3 separate regions of the Mus musculus genome follow, and all the other regions are linked to region 2. Evidence: chromatin contacts called from public Hi-C and HiChIP or PLAC-seq data. All regions are on one chromosome and are shown on one strand. Each heading gives the region's core, a stretch centred on a gene start, on an enhancer-like site or on the middle of the called end of the contact. The rest is flanking DNA. Distances are from core to core; before and after follow the strand shown.

What was found. A called contact is a pair of places that touch in the nucleus more often than the background predicts. HiChIP or PLAC-seq counts read pairs in DNA pulled down with a chosen protein or histone mark.
Region 1: a Hi-C map of pro-B cells shows a contact between it and region 2, with 4 times the contacts expected there. The contact joins the enhancer-like site here to the promoter of Cct2 in region 2. A contact is called at or near these places in 11 of 484 Hi-C or Micro-C datasets (B cells, the Ba/F3 cell line, CD4 T cells and 8 more), 3 of 115 datasets of contacts at active chromatin or transcription factors (bone marrow-derived macrophages, effector CD8 T cells and memory CD8 T cells) and 1 of 9 other capture datasets (liver).
Region 3: a contact with region 2 is called in an H3K4me3 HiChIP or PLAC-seq map of embryonic stem cells, with 3 times the contacts expected there. The contact joins the enhancer-like site here to the promoter of Cct2 in region 2. A contact is called at or near these places in 1 of 39 promoter capture datasets (embryonic stem cells), 30 of 484 Hi-C or Micro-C datasets (B cells, LSK cells, Th1 cells and 15 more), 7 of 115 datasets of contacts at active chromatin or transcription factors (the SCID.adh cell line, embryonic stem cells, epiblast stem cells and 1 more) and 3 of 9 other capture datasets (adipose tissue, embryonic stem cells and pancreatic islet).

Annotation. Positions count from the first base shown.
Region 1 is chr10:117,432,993-117,437,029 of GRCm38.p6, forward strand. No RefSeq gene overlaps it. Among named protein-coding and RNA genes, the nearest start is that of Gm32141, 12 kb to the right of the region's middle. Within about 2 kb of position 1,994, at least 152 of the 459 cell types and tissues checked have an H3K27ac peak or open chromatin away from gene starts, as enhancers often do. A contact at or near this core is called in B cells, the Ba/F3 cell line, CD8 T cells and 7 more, where this site is marked.
Region 2 is chr10:117,061,272-117,065,111 of GRCm38.p6, forward strand. Cct2 (chaperonin containing Tcp1, subunit 2 (beta)) reads right to left here and starts at 2,581. Exons shown (of 16, transcript NM_007636.3): 1 at 2,435-2,581; 2 at 1,705-1,779; 3 at 1,546-1,611; 4 at 754-865; 5 at 234-310; 6 at 27-139. The coding sequence starts at 2,437.
Region 3 is chr10:117,340,263-117,344,454 of GRCm38.p6, forward strand. No RefSeq gene overlaps it. Among named protein-coding and RNA genes, the nearest start is that of Cpsf6, 35 kb to the right of the region's middle. Within about 2 kb of position 2,694, at least 24 of the 459 cell types and tissues checked have an H3K27ac peak or open chromatin away from gene starts, as enhancers often do. A contact at or near this core is called in embryonic stem cells, epiblast stem cells and trophoblast stem cells, where this site is marked.

The DNA.
Region 1 (4,037 bases), core at 744-3,243, 370 kb after region 2:
GGGAAACCCTGGTTTACAGTAACCCCTTCAGTTAGAGATGACATGTACTACAAAGCCATCATTGGTATACTATTAAGACTATGCAGAGACAAAACACCTTTGAAAAGGAAGGAAGGAAGGAAGAAACCACTTGTGGTGGCGCACGCCTTTTATCTCAACACTCGGGAGGCAGAGGCAGGAGGATTTCTGTGAGTTCCAGGCCAGCCTGGTCTACATAGAGTTCCAGGACAGGCAGAGCTGTTGAAAAAAAAAAAATCTTTGTATTAGATCTTTCTGTCAAGTAATGTTGTGGTTCTGATTAAATCCTGCTGATTCAACTTTTTCAGAGTTACTAAAAGCAGTTAGGCTGCACATGGTGGCCCAAGTGAGTAATCTCAGCAAATGGGGACAGGATGAACACCTCCATCTGAGGGGGCGGGGCAGGAGGCGTACTTCCATCTGAGGGGCGGGGCTGTATAGAAGTTCACAGAGTTGTACAGATTCAGACCTGGTTAATTTTGGTGTGTGATGTTTTTTTATTTATTTTCAAGGTTAAAAAATATAAAATTTATAAGATTAAATGAGGAATTAACTAGAGGAAACTTAAAATTTCATGTTTTAAGTCAACGAATGAATTGTAAAGGATTTATGATTAACTCGTCATTACAAAATCTTTTTTGGTCTTTAATCCTAGCACTTGGAAGGCAGAGGCAGATGGATCTCTGTGAGTTCAAGGCCAGCCTGGGCTACATGGTGACTTCCAGGACTACATAGAAAGCCCCTGTCTCAACACAAAACCAAAGCCAAAAATCAACACAACACAACACAACACAACACAACACAAACACCAAGACTGGATACAGTACATAAATAAGGAGTAATGGAATTGTTTATGGCATCATGATTGTTGGCGTAGAACCTAAGGGGGTGGGGGGTTTGGAGGACTGCTGTCCTCACAGCAACCTCATCAACGGGATTTTATACAATCTATATTCATTTATTATTTAAAAATAGCTTATTAAAAAATCCTGCTCTATAATATACTGCCCCATAAACGCTGCTCAACGGAAACCTCAGGCTAGCGGTTGGCAGGTGCATTCTCGTTGCCCTTTTTTGTTTAGCCAATGTTGCAGAAATGTACTACTTGGGGGTGAGGGTGGGGAGAGTCAGCTTTGGTGAAGACAGAACCTTGTTTGCATATGGTGCTGGCAGCACCGCCCAAGGACAGCTTGAGGAGACCTAGGCTCCCCCCTGTGCCAGAGTCCCTCGGTCTTGCTACTGAGTTCGCTCCCTTAGGCATTCGCCTCCTGGAACTCCAGACGAGTTCTTGGTCATCTTTTGCCATGATTTTACCAATCCTCAGAGCAGCAAAGGTATTTCTTAGAAAGTCCCAGGTAACGGGTGACCTGAACCTGGAGCCAATAACTTGAAGAGGTTCCTAATGTGTCCAGCCCTGTTCCAGGCAACCTGCGTGTATTTCTTCATCTAATTCGTCCAATAGTGCCATGAAGTAGGTCCTTGCTAGTGTTAATTCAGCACTGAAGAAACCAAGCAAGGCTGGGGTGAGGGGTTGGGGTTGGGGTTGGGGGAGCTGGCAGAGTGCTTGCTAAATTTGTGCAAAGTCCACAGCTCAATTCCCTATTCTCCAGAAAGCAGGTATGGTCGCACGTGCCGGTAATCCCAGCACGCAGGAGGATCCGAAGATCCAGGCCATCCTCAGCTATATAGAAAGTCCAAGGCCAGCCTGGGGTACTTGAGACCCTGGCTCAACACAGATGAGTAAGTTAATTAATAATAAAAAAGTTTAAAGAAAATAAAAGAAATCAAAATGCAGAATGTTCAAGTAGCTTGTATGTGCTATCAGACAAGAATTTCAACAAGCTGTCTAAATCGAGGGATCCTTTAAACTAATATTTAAGAATAGCCCATACAGTGTGTTCAGACGCCTCTTATCTGTTTAAAGAGCCGGCTCAAACCAGCCTGGAGACAGAATATTTTCAAACGTGAACCATCTGGTTGTTACAAGTCAAACCACAGGAAGCCTGCATTAGAGTTGGCTCTCCGGTTGACTGTGCCCAGCCTCTCTCTCTCTGGTTTCCGCTTCTCTTTGAGTGTTGACTTCATTCTCTCAAATAATGGCGGTGCTTCAGACTTGTTTTCAGTGTGCTTATTAAAGAGTACCCTCAGGATCAGCTGCAAGACTGGGCAGAAGAGGAAGTCAAGCCACGATGCTCTCAACCAGGGTCAGCTCAGTAAGAGCTTCAGAATTCTGCGCTAACAAAGAGACAGAGTAAATAAAAATGACCCGAAGGCCTTCCCGTGGCCCGGAATCTGACCTCAGCAGTGACAGTATATGACTTTGTTGATTGTGCTGACCTCTATCATTGAAATGTCCCGAGGGACTGAAGAGCACGCATACCAATGAGAGAAAAATGTCACTGCGACGAGGGCCGGAATCTTGCGACTCCATCAGGGAGAATTCTCCCTTTCATGGTGGCTCCCAGATCTCGTTTAGCCTGTAAGCTAACAAGAAGAAGAGGCGGTCAACGCACACGTGGTGGCCATCACGACAAACGGGATGACCTAAGAGACAAACGATTAGACGGCAGCGCCACCGTGTGGTAGTCCACGTCCTCACCGCAAGCTGAGGTCGGAAGAGGGTGTCTCTGTGATCAGGAAACGTGCAGTTTTTGTGACATACAAGCAAAGGGGAAGGGCAGGTCCGCGTCCCCACACTGGATTCATATTTTCTGGATTTGTTGATGCCCTCCCCCAGTTCTGATCTTGCTGGCCTCTGTACTGCCTGCCTTACCTATCTGAACTGACCGTGTACCTGTGAGCATCCAGTGTAATATGTTTATTCCACACAGATTAATTTCAAGTCCTCGGGGCAGTTTTCCGTCTGCTCTGTGCATAGTGCACAAGGCTAATACAGTTACAAGAGCCCAGAATGTGGCGCCGGCCCAGCTCTCTGGTGATGCTGCTGCACGCACACACGCGGCACTATGCTGACACCTTCCTTTTCTAGATCTCTTGAATAATCCACGTTGTTCTGCTCTGCATCGGCCTCCTTTAGATACTCCAGGAACTGCTAAACACTCGCTTCTCTCTGAGGACACGTCTAGTTCTTGAGCTCCTTGCTTCAGTTTAAAATTGAACTACCTGGCTCACCCACTCTGCGTTTTCACAAGATGCCTGGTTACCTACCATTTAGTCCAGGTTCTGCCGTTAGGGGTCCCACGCTCTGTTTAGCCTTTGAGCGGCAGGTCTAACACTGGATCAAATCTCCTTGCTGTGGCTGGCCTTTGGCCATCTGTCCCAGAAGGGCAAGCCTTGTTCTCCCAAACTCCCTCTGTCCTCTCTGGATTCTTCCGTATCGCCAGCATCTCAAGTAGAAGAACCCAAACTCTTGCTGAAGCAAACCTCCACCCATTCCAGAACAAAGCCAGGGCGGTCCTCAAGCCAGCCAGGTTTCCCCGGCTATGGGCATCTGTTTTCCATGGCATGGTGGCTGCACCAAGAATGAGGTCCTCTCTCCGTTAAAGGGCACACCCTTCAGAGAGGACCTGGAGCACAGGACTCTCCTGTGTCAACAGCAAGTGTCTGGGATGTGATGCACTCAGTCAGCACTTTGGTCCATTGTTGAGTAGACAGAGCACTTCCGGGGAACATCGTGGAGGGATAGGGGACAATTACACTGAGAGCATTAATGCATTCAAGTTTTACAGTAGGGTTGTTACTTCTATCCACAGGTTTCTAAGCATATCTCTCTGTGTGTGTGTGTGTGTGTGTGTGTGTGTGTGTGTGTGTGTGTGTGTGTGTGTGTGTAAATGTATGCATTCCACGGCAATTGTCTATTGAGTTTGCTCCTGGATTACCTGACTCCTCTCATCACCTCCAGGTCTAATTCTTAGCAACACGAGGACGATATTGCGCCACCTACTGTCCAAATGTGTCCTGCCCTTTCTGCTTCAAATTCTCCTCTCATTAGACCTAAAATAGCGCCCTCGTCCCCACTCCCAGCCCCCTCTGGCTGCCTCTCACGGTTGGGTTTGTAA
Region 2 (3,840 bases), core at 1,331-3,830:
CCACCACGGGATTGCGGTACACCAACCCATGATCCACAGCGGAGCTCAGCAGGGCCTCTCTTGCTGCCTTTGTGGCTTCTCTCCAACCTGAGATGATGGTCTGTGGATGTATCTTTTTTGCAATTAAAGATTCTGCTTCCTGCCAATAAACAGATACACAAAAGAAAGAAAGGATTCCACTGTTGCTCAAACCACAGTCCCCATACTAAGGTGGAAGCGTCAGGCACTCTTACCCGGAGCAGCTCTGCGGCTAAGACAGTAACAGAGGTAGTGCCATCACCAACTTCATCATCTTGAACCCTTGACATATCTAGGAAAAAGTGAAATTATTTCTCCACATTACTAAATTCTCTTAAAACTTCCACAACAAGCGTAAACTCCATTAGTAATATGCACCTGACAAAATTTTGGAAGACCTTTAACCGTTAAATACTTTAGCTTGAATGTGCCTCACGAGTTCATGTAAATTAACCCCTAATCTTTTTCTGTCTCACCAAGTTAGGCCTTTTGTCACATTATGACAGCAAGAGAACTCACCAAGAAAGGGCCCACTTGGACTTGGCAGTTCAGCCAGACTGAGTTGTACCATTTAAAAATTGTGGTGGCAGCAGCCCCCCGTGGACTATGGGTAACAATGATACTTCTGACACTCATCTGACTAGCGATAAATGCCAATGGCCATCACTTAAGTAGCTGACAGCCTATCAGGGAATAAATTATTGGAAAATAACAACAAGCAAATCTTATACTCACCAACTAGAACCTTTGCTGCGGGGTTGTCCACACCAATGTTCTTGAGAATGGTAGCACCGTCGTTGGTCACCATCAGAGCGGCGTCTCGTCCACTGCTTAGGAGAATTTTGTCCTGAAAAGAAATATATTTCTGTCAAATTAAGGTCTAAGTACTTCTTCAAGAATACATGCAGATACCAAAACCTCTGGATAGTTAGTTGGCTACTAAATGTTTTCTATGCATGTATCCTACAACCAAACCTCAATGTGTAAAAAGCTTAGACATACAGGCAATACAAACTAGCTCTGCTACACTGTCACAAGACAGCAATGGAAACAAATATCCCAGAACACTATATGACAGTTAAACACACTAAAAGCAGATACACATAAACAAAAAACAGTATGTTACTTTAAAAATGTGTTGCAAAAATATGTAACATGATAAACTTACCTATAAGTGAACAGAAAAATACCAGCTACAGTGTACTTAGATATAATAATAAATAAATCTAAAAAAGAAAAAGAAAAAAAGAAAAAAGAAAAGAAAAATACCAGCAAGTTTTGTAAATGGTAACACTTGCTGCCACTGGAGAGGGATGTGAGATTGGGGATGGTAACACAGGAGAACGGTTTATAATTTGTAAGTTTTAGATTAAAAAACATAAATAAGAACATTGTTACTATCTACATTTACACCAAAGGCTTTAAACCATTATTAAAATTTTGGCCAGCCACTACTACGCAAGACCGCAGGAAAGCAAAATTAGAAACAAACAAAAGAAACTTCTAAAAATTCCCTATCTTTCTTACCATGCCCTTCGGTCCCAAAGTGCTCTTCACCAAGTCTCCAATGGCGATGGCACCGATAAACGACGACTTAAATTATAAAAGAAAAATCAGAAAAGGCGGTCAGAATTTACCCTCACAAAGCGTTGGATTTTATCATTTAAAAGCAACAGACGGGCTTACCAGGCGAGCTGTCTCGGCCCTCTCTTCATCAGCTCCAGCCTTGAAGATATTAACAGGTGCGAGGGAAAGGGAAGCCTAAGAGAGGAAGCCAACACACGCCGTTTGAATGCCAGTACTCGTTAACACCCGTCCAGGGCCTCTCACTAGATCGGGAAGTAGATTATCTAAAGGAAAATTGGTTTACCATCTAATTTCAGGAATCCGTCCTGGGAGTGGGGTATTTACTTAAATGGGGAGAGGGACGCTCATATGGGCGCCAGGAATAAATCATCACACCGACCCACTGGTCTGAATGGCAAAACTAAAGGCAACATTGGGCCGGTCGAGCACGGACCAACATAGCTACCTAGCTACCCTCCATCTTCCGCAGGCAAGCACGGCCACTCGCCCTTCCAGCCCCGCCCCGAAGAGGGCGGAGCCAGCAGGTCCTGCTAGAAACTTCTTCACTTGGGGTGAGGACCGGGGGTCGCCAAGGTCCCCTAGCCGAGAAACAGCCCTGATCTTACAAAGAGATGCTGACTTAGTGTGCGTTCCCCCTTCCCGTCCCGCGCGGAGAGCTCGGTCACCCGGTCCCACGCAGGCCTCATGCCCGGCCCGAGCCATGTGCGGAGGGGCCAGGAGGCGGCCGCTCGGAGCCTGCGACTCCGGTTAGACAAGAGGACCAGCGGGGCGGCAGGACACAGCGGGGCGGAGCAGGGAGCCTAAGTCCTTGGCCGAAAGCTAGGCTCACCATGGTTCCGACGGATTCCGCGTAGAGGAGAGAACCCCTCACAATCCGCGCCGGGAAGCCAGGCCGGGGAAAGAGAGAAAGGCGGAAGTGACGACACGCTCCGCCGCGGGGGGCGGAGCCGGACGCACGGGTTTCCGCCTCCTGCGTGGCGGGCTGGGCCGGAAGCGTAGCGGCTCGCTGGAGAAGGGGCGGGACCTCAGTTGGTGGCGGAAATCATTGAGCTGTGGGCGGGGCTAGGGGCGGGGCCAGGGGCGGGCTGCTTTAGAATAGAACTAGAGAACAAAGAGACAATGTACCGCGCGGGTTGCCGCGGAAACCAAGTTCCTGCTGACATATATTTTTAAAATATAATCTTTCAAAATTTGTTTTAAGGTCAGACGTACATTTTCAAGTGTTGCACACTAATCATTTCTATTATTTACCCTTCCTGGAGGCAACCATTCCCATTTTCGTGCTTATTTTTTCCTTTGGGAAAGTTATTTATCAATAGATTACTAAATGATTTTTTTATAAAGGAGTCTTCATTTAATCTTTCAGACATGATCTGACTGTGTAGCTCTGGCTTAGCTCGGAACTCACGTTGTGGACCCAGGCTGGCCATTCTGGGATGCTGCTTCTGCCCTACCTCAGCTTCATTTGTTTTCTCGGGGGGGGGGGGGGGCACCCTAATATAACTTACATGACTTCAAAGCAGAGATCAAGTCCTAAATATTCCAGTTTATCAAAAATAGTTTTCTCGGGAGCTGGAGCTATGGCTCAGCGGTTAAGAGCACTGACTGCTCTTCCAGAGGTCCTGAGTTCAATTCCCAGTAACCACATGGTGGCTCACAGCCATCTGTAATGGGATCTGATGCCCTCTTCTGGTGTGTCTGAAGACAGCTACAGTATACTCATATAAATAATAAATAAATAAAACCTTTAAAAAAATTAGTTTTCTCGGGCTGGCGAGATGGCTTAGCAGTTAAGAGCACTGATGGCTCTTCCGAAGGTCCTGAGTTCAAATCCCAGCAACCATAGGTTGGCTCACAACCACCTGTAATGAGATCTGATGCCCTCCTCTGGTGCGTCTGAAGAGTCAGCTACAGTGTACTTATGTATAATAATAAATAAATCTTTGGCTCAGAGCGAGCAGGAACTGAGTGGAGTTGACCAGAGCAAGCTGAGGTCCTAAAAATTCTATTCCCAAGAAGGCTCGCAACCATCTGTACAGCTACAGTGTACTCACATAAATAATCTTTTAAAAAAAGAGAGAAATGGTTAAAACATACATAGTCTAGGGAAAAGCCCCAAAACTAATGCAAAAAAAAAAAAAAAGTTTTCTCGGCGCTAGCGAGATGGCTCAGCGGTTAAGAGCAGTGGCTGCTCTTCCTGGGGTGCAGAGTTCAATTCCCAGAAACTCCATGGAG
Region 3 (4,192 bases), core at 1,444-3,943, 280 kb after region 2:
GTTCAAGACAAAGTAGGGAGACTAAACTCCCTTGGGAGTACTTAAAAATAATGACAGACAGACATACTCTAAAGATCTTAAAAAGTAATGTGAATGTTACATTTCACTTATGACAGCTCAGGTTGGGCCTGATGGAGGATGCCATGTTCTGTACTTAGTATGTATGTGAGCAAGGGGAATCAATGGAAGGCAACTACATCAGTGTACTCTTCTCAGATCATTACTCTAAAGAAGCTCAATAAAATGTCCTACGAACCCTACATTTCTAAGACATGTGAACTCTATAGAGCTTGTCTACTCATAGGCTAACCTGAGATCTGTGCTGGCACCCACTAGTAAATTCACACAGCTGCTAGATGAGCATAATAACTTACACATCTTCTAAGTCAGCTGTGTTTCTAGGATGAGTGAGATGCTTCAAAGTGGAAAACAAGGCCAAATTTTCTTTTCTTTTCTTTTTAAACATTTATTTATTATATGTAAGTACACTGTAGCTGTCCTCAGATACCTAAGAAGAGGGCATCAGATCTCATTACAGATGGTTGTGAACTATCATCATGTGGTTGCTGGGATTTGAACTCACGACCTTTGGAAGAGCAGTCATCTCTCCAGCCCCCAAGGCCAAATTTTCTAAACTCTAAATCTGTATATGCTTTAACTTATCGTTTATTATTCATGTGTATGAGTTTGCTTGCATGCATATTTATGTGCCATGAACATGCCTTGTGTCTTTAGAGTCCAGAGGAGAGCACTGTATACCCTAGAAGTGGGATTACAGTTGTGAGCTGCCACTGAGGGCTGGAAATTGAACCTGAGTCCTTTGGGAGAGCAGCCAGTGCTGGCACCTTTGCAGCTCCTTCCACAAGTTTTATAGCCATCCATCTACTTGGTATCTGACAGATAATCACAAAGGTAGCATCTGTGCACATGCGTGCAAGTGTTCACGTAGGTTATACGTGATGTGGATGCTGAGGATCAAGCTTGGATGCCTGCCCAAAAATGTTCACACTTCACCACTAAGCCAATTCTTCTGTCCCTGCATATTTATGTGACACTTTAAGAAAACGAAATAGTACTTGAGCTGCTTGCTATGCACTGACTTAAATACAAAGCATCTCACAAAATCTATGTAGAGAATAGGAACTCAAAATTTGAGGAAGTGAACATTTATAAACATATTCCTAATTACAGTTCAATTATCAATATAACGTAAAAATTGTGACAGTAGGGCTTAGCATGATAGGGATGGACAAGTAACTAAATTGGGAATCCCGGAGCATTTTCTTTTCTTTTTCTTTTTTTTTTTTTTTTTTTTTGGTTTTTCAAGACAGGGTTTCTCTGTGTAGTCCTGGCTGCTCCTGGAACTCACTCTGTAGACCAGGCTGGCCTTGAACTCAGAAATCCGCCTGCCTCTGCCTCCTGAGTGCTGGGATTAAAGGCGTGCGCCACCACGCCTGGCCCGGAGCATTTTCTAACTTCCATTCTGCCCATCAGAGCTTCCTCTGTAAAGTGTGATGAAAAATGACCCCATTCTTTAACACACACCCTCACACAGGGAGTGAATGGGTAAGCTATAATGTTGTGGCTAGGCTGATAAGCAGCAAACTGCAAAGTCAAGTTGACAGCCTTTGTCCACAGCTTTATTCATCTACCTCCCCCCCCTCCGAAATAGATGCATGTAAATGAACTGCCACAAGTAAAATGGAGCCTAAAACTCAATACCTGCCAAGCTTTGATAATTACTTCGCCTAAATACAAACCGCACCTACACAAAATATTCTCAATTTCTAGTTCAAAGTAGGTGGATCACTAAATACGAATATCATAAACTTCCTACCACCTAAGTACAAACCTATAAGCTTTTATGTATTTATTCTCCTTTGAAAATAATTTTTCTGTTTCTGCCCAAAAAAGTAGTACTTCATACAACTGATCTCAGTGAGTAGCTTGTTTGCGTCCTCACACCGCTGTCACCACTGGTCCAAATTCTTACAAACTTAGTTTGATCTCCATTTTAACTGTAACTAAAGATTACTTAACCCCAGTTCTCAACTTCAAAATTAAAATGGACAGCAAAAATACCAAGTGCACCCTTTAAATGTCATCTAATGGGCTCCATCGGCACTGTCAGACACAACATCATACAAGCTTCTCATTTTTCACTGTATGCCACCTCATTTACTTTTTCTCTCTTCCTTGTATTCCATCTCCTGACTAAGTTGTAAACTTCACTGTCCTACCTACCTCATCTTTCCCAATTGAATCTGTAAAGATGCTTTGAAATGCTAACTGAATTGTGGCCCGTGTATGCATGTTCTTCAATACCTGCTCCAGGCAAACAAGCATTCTTTAAATTCCTACCTAGCACACTGAATCACAGGCTTTTTTTTCTTTCTCCAAAAGGTGGTGCTTCCCCTTTATCAGGCCCCACTCTTCAGATTTCAGTGTGATGTTCAGGAAAAAGCTAAAGCTCTCTATAACTGAGTGTGGGGTCTTTCCTCCCACTAAGTGTAGGGTCTAACTGGGTAAACGCAGCACTAGCTAAAAAAGTCTGACAACATAATTACTAAAGCCCAAGTCAGAAACAGAATACAGTGGCACACATTTTAAATCTCAGCACTCATACTGAGATTTGGAGTCCAGATAGATTCCCCAACTGATCACAGCCTGCTAGGCTGGGGTGCGCCAGTACAGCAGAAACAAGGGGCTGTATCTCAAAGTGGGAAGCAAGAGGTAACCCTGTATGCTGTACTCTGATCTGACAGGCAAGTACCTGCATGACAACACAGACACATAAACAGGGCTAACTGGTAACTTACTTAGGCTAGCCTCCAACTAGATTCACTCCTTCCACTTCCAAGTGCTGACAATTACAGGCACATAGTAGCACAGCCAACTGACTTTATGGACTTTTGAAACTATTTATCTTTCATCCTGCATACCTGATCAGAATCAATGTGCATACACAAATTCCTAAGCACCGCTAATGAACGATAAAGTTGAAAAGGCCCACAAAGTAGCTATTTCGTAATCATGGTTAGGAAACCCAAGCAGGAAGACTAGGAAAATCGGCTTAAATCCCTTGTTTAGCAGAAATGGCTTTGCCTGGGTTGGAGCTGTAATCCACTTGGTAGAGTGCTTGACTATCATGCAGGAGGCCTTGGTTTCAGTCCCTAGCACTGCAGAAAATGACAACGGCACCATGACTGTTATGAAGCACTTAAACACGGTAGAAGGATCCCAAATTCAATGCCATCCTCAGCTATAGCCTAAGTCTGAGGCAATCCTGGCTGTGGCAGATTCCCTTTTTAGTCTGATGTATTCTTTTAAGATATTCCCACTAACTTTACACAGTTCCATGAAGGCTATAGATACAGAGCCTCAAATTATTCCAATGAATGCAACTTTAAAATGCATAAAGATAGCTGAAGAGATGGCTCAACGGTTAAGAGCACTGACTGCATTTCCTGAGGTCTGGAGTTCAATCTATTCCCAGCAACCACATGGTTGCTCACAACCACCTTTAAAGGGATCCAATGTCCTCTTCTGGTATGCCAGAAGGCAGGCAGCTACAGTGTACTCATATGCATAAAGTAAATAAATAATTTATTTTTAAAACTGCATAAACAGTAACAACAAACCTAACAATGCTACACAAACACTGGAGGTAACATGCATTATTTTAACCTAAATTACTTAGCACTGTTACTGAGAAATTAGTAGAAATTGTTTACAACTTCAACTATTATATATCCGTATTTCTTTCTTTTTTTAGTACTCTAATATACCCCAAAATGGCCTGAATCTCATCAGATGGGGATAAATCTGAACTCCTGATCCCAGTGCTAGGATGTGCCCTACTGCAGCAGGTCTATTACGGTGCTGTGTATCAAACCCAGACTTCCAGCATTGTATGCAAATACTCCACACAACTGAGTTATATCTCCAGCCCCAATGGATCAAATATTTGAAGAACTAATCTGATATTTAAAAGTATGTCCTATAATGTTCCCAGGTTAACTGGTAACTATAGCTATGATCCAAATACGTTTTTAATTCTAAAGGACTAGTGAGGTTCATAATCTCAGGATGAGGTGATTATAATTCTACCCAGATGTCTCAGCAAGTGAAGGTAATGCCACCTAACCCGTCACGTTGTCCTCCCATCTCCACACTTGGACCACGGCTGGCA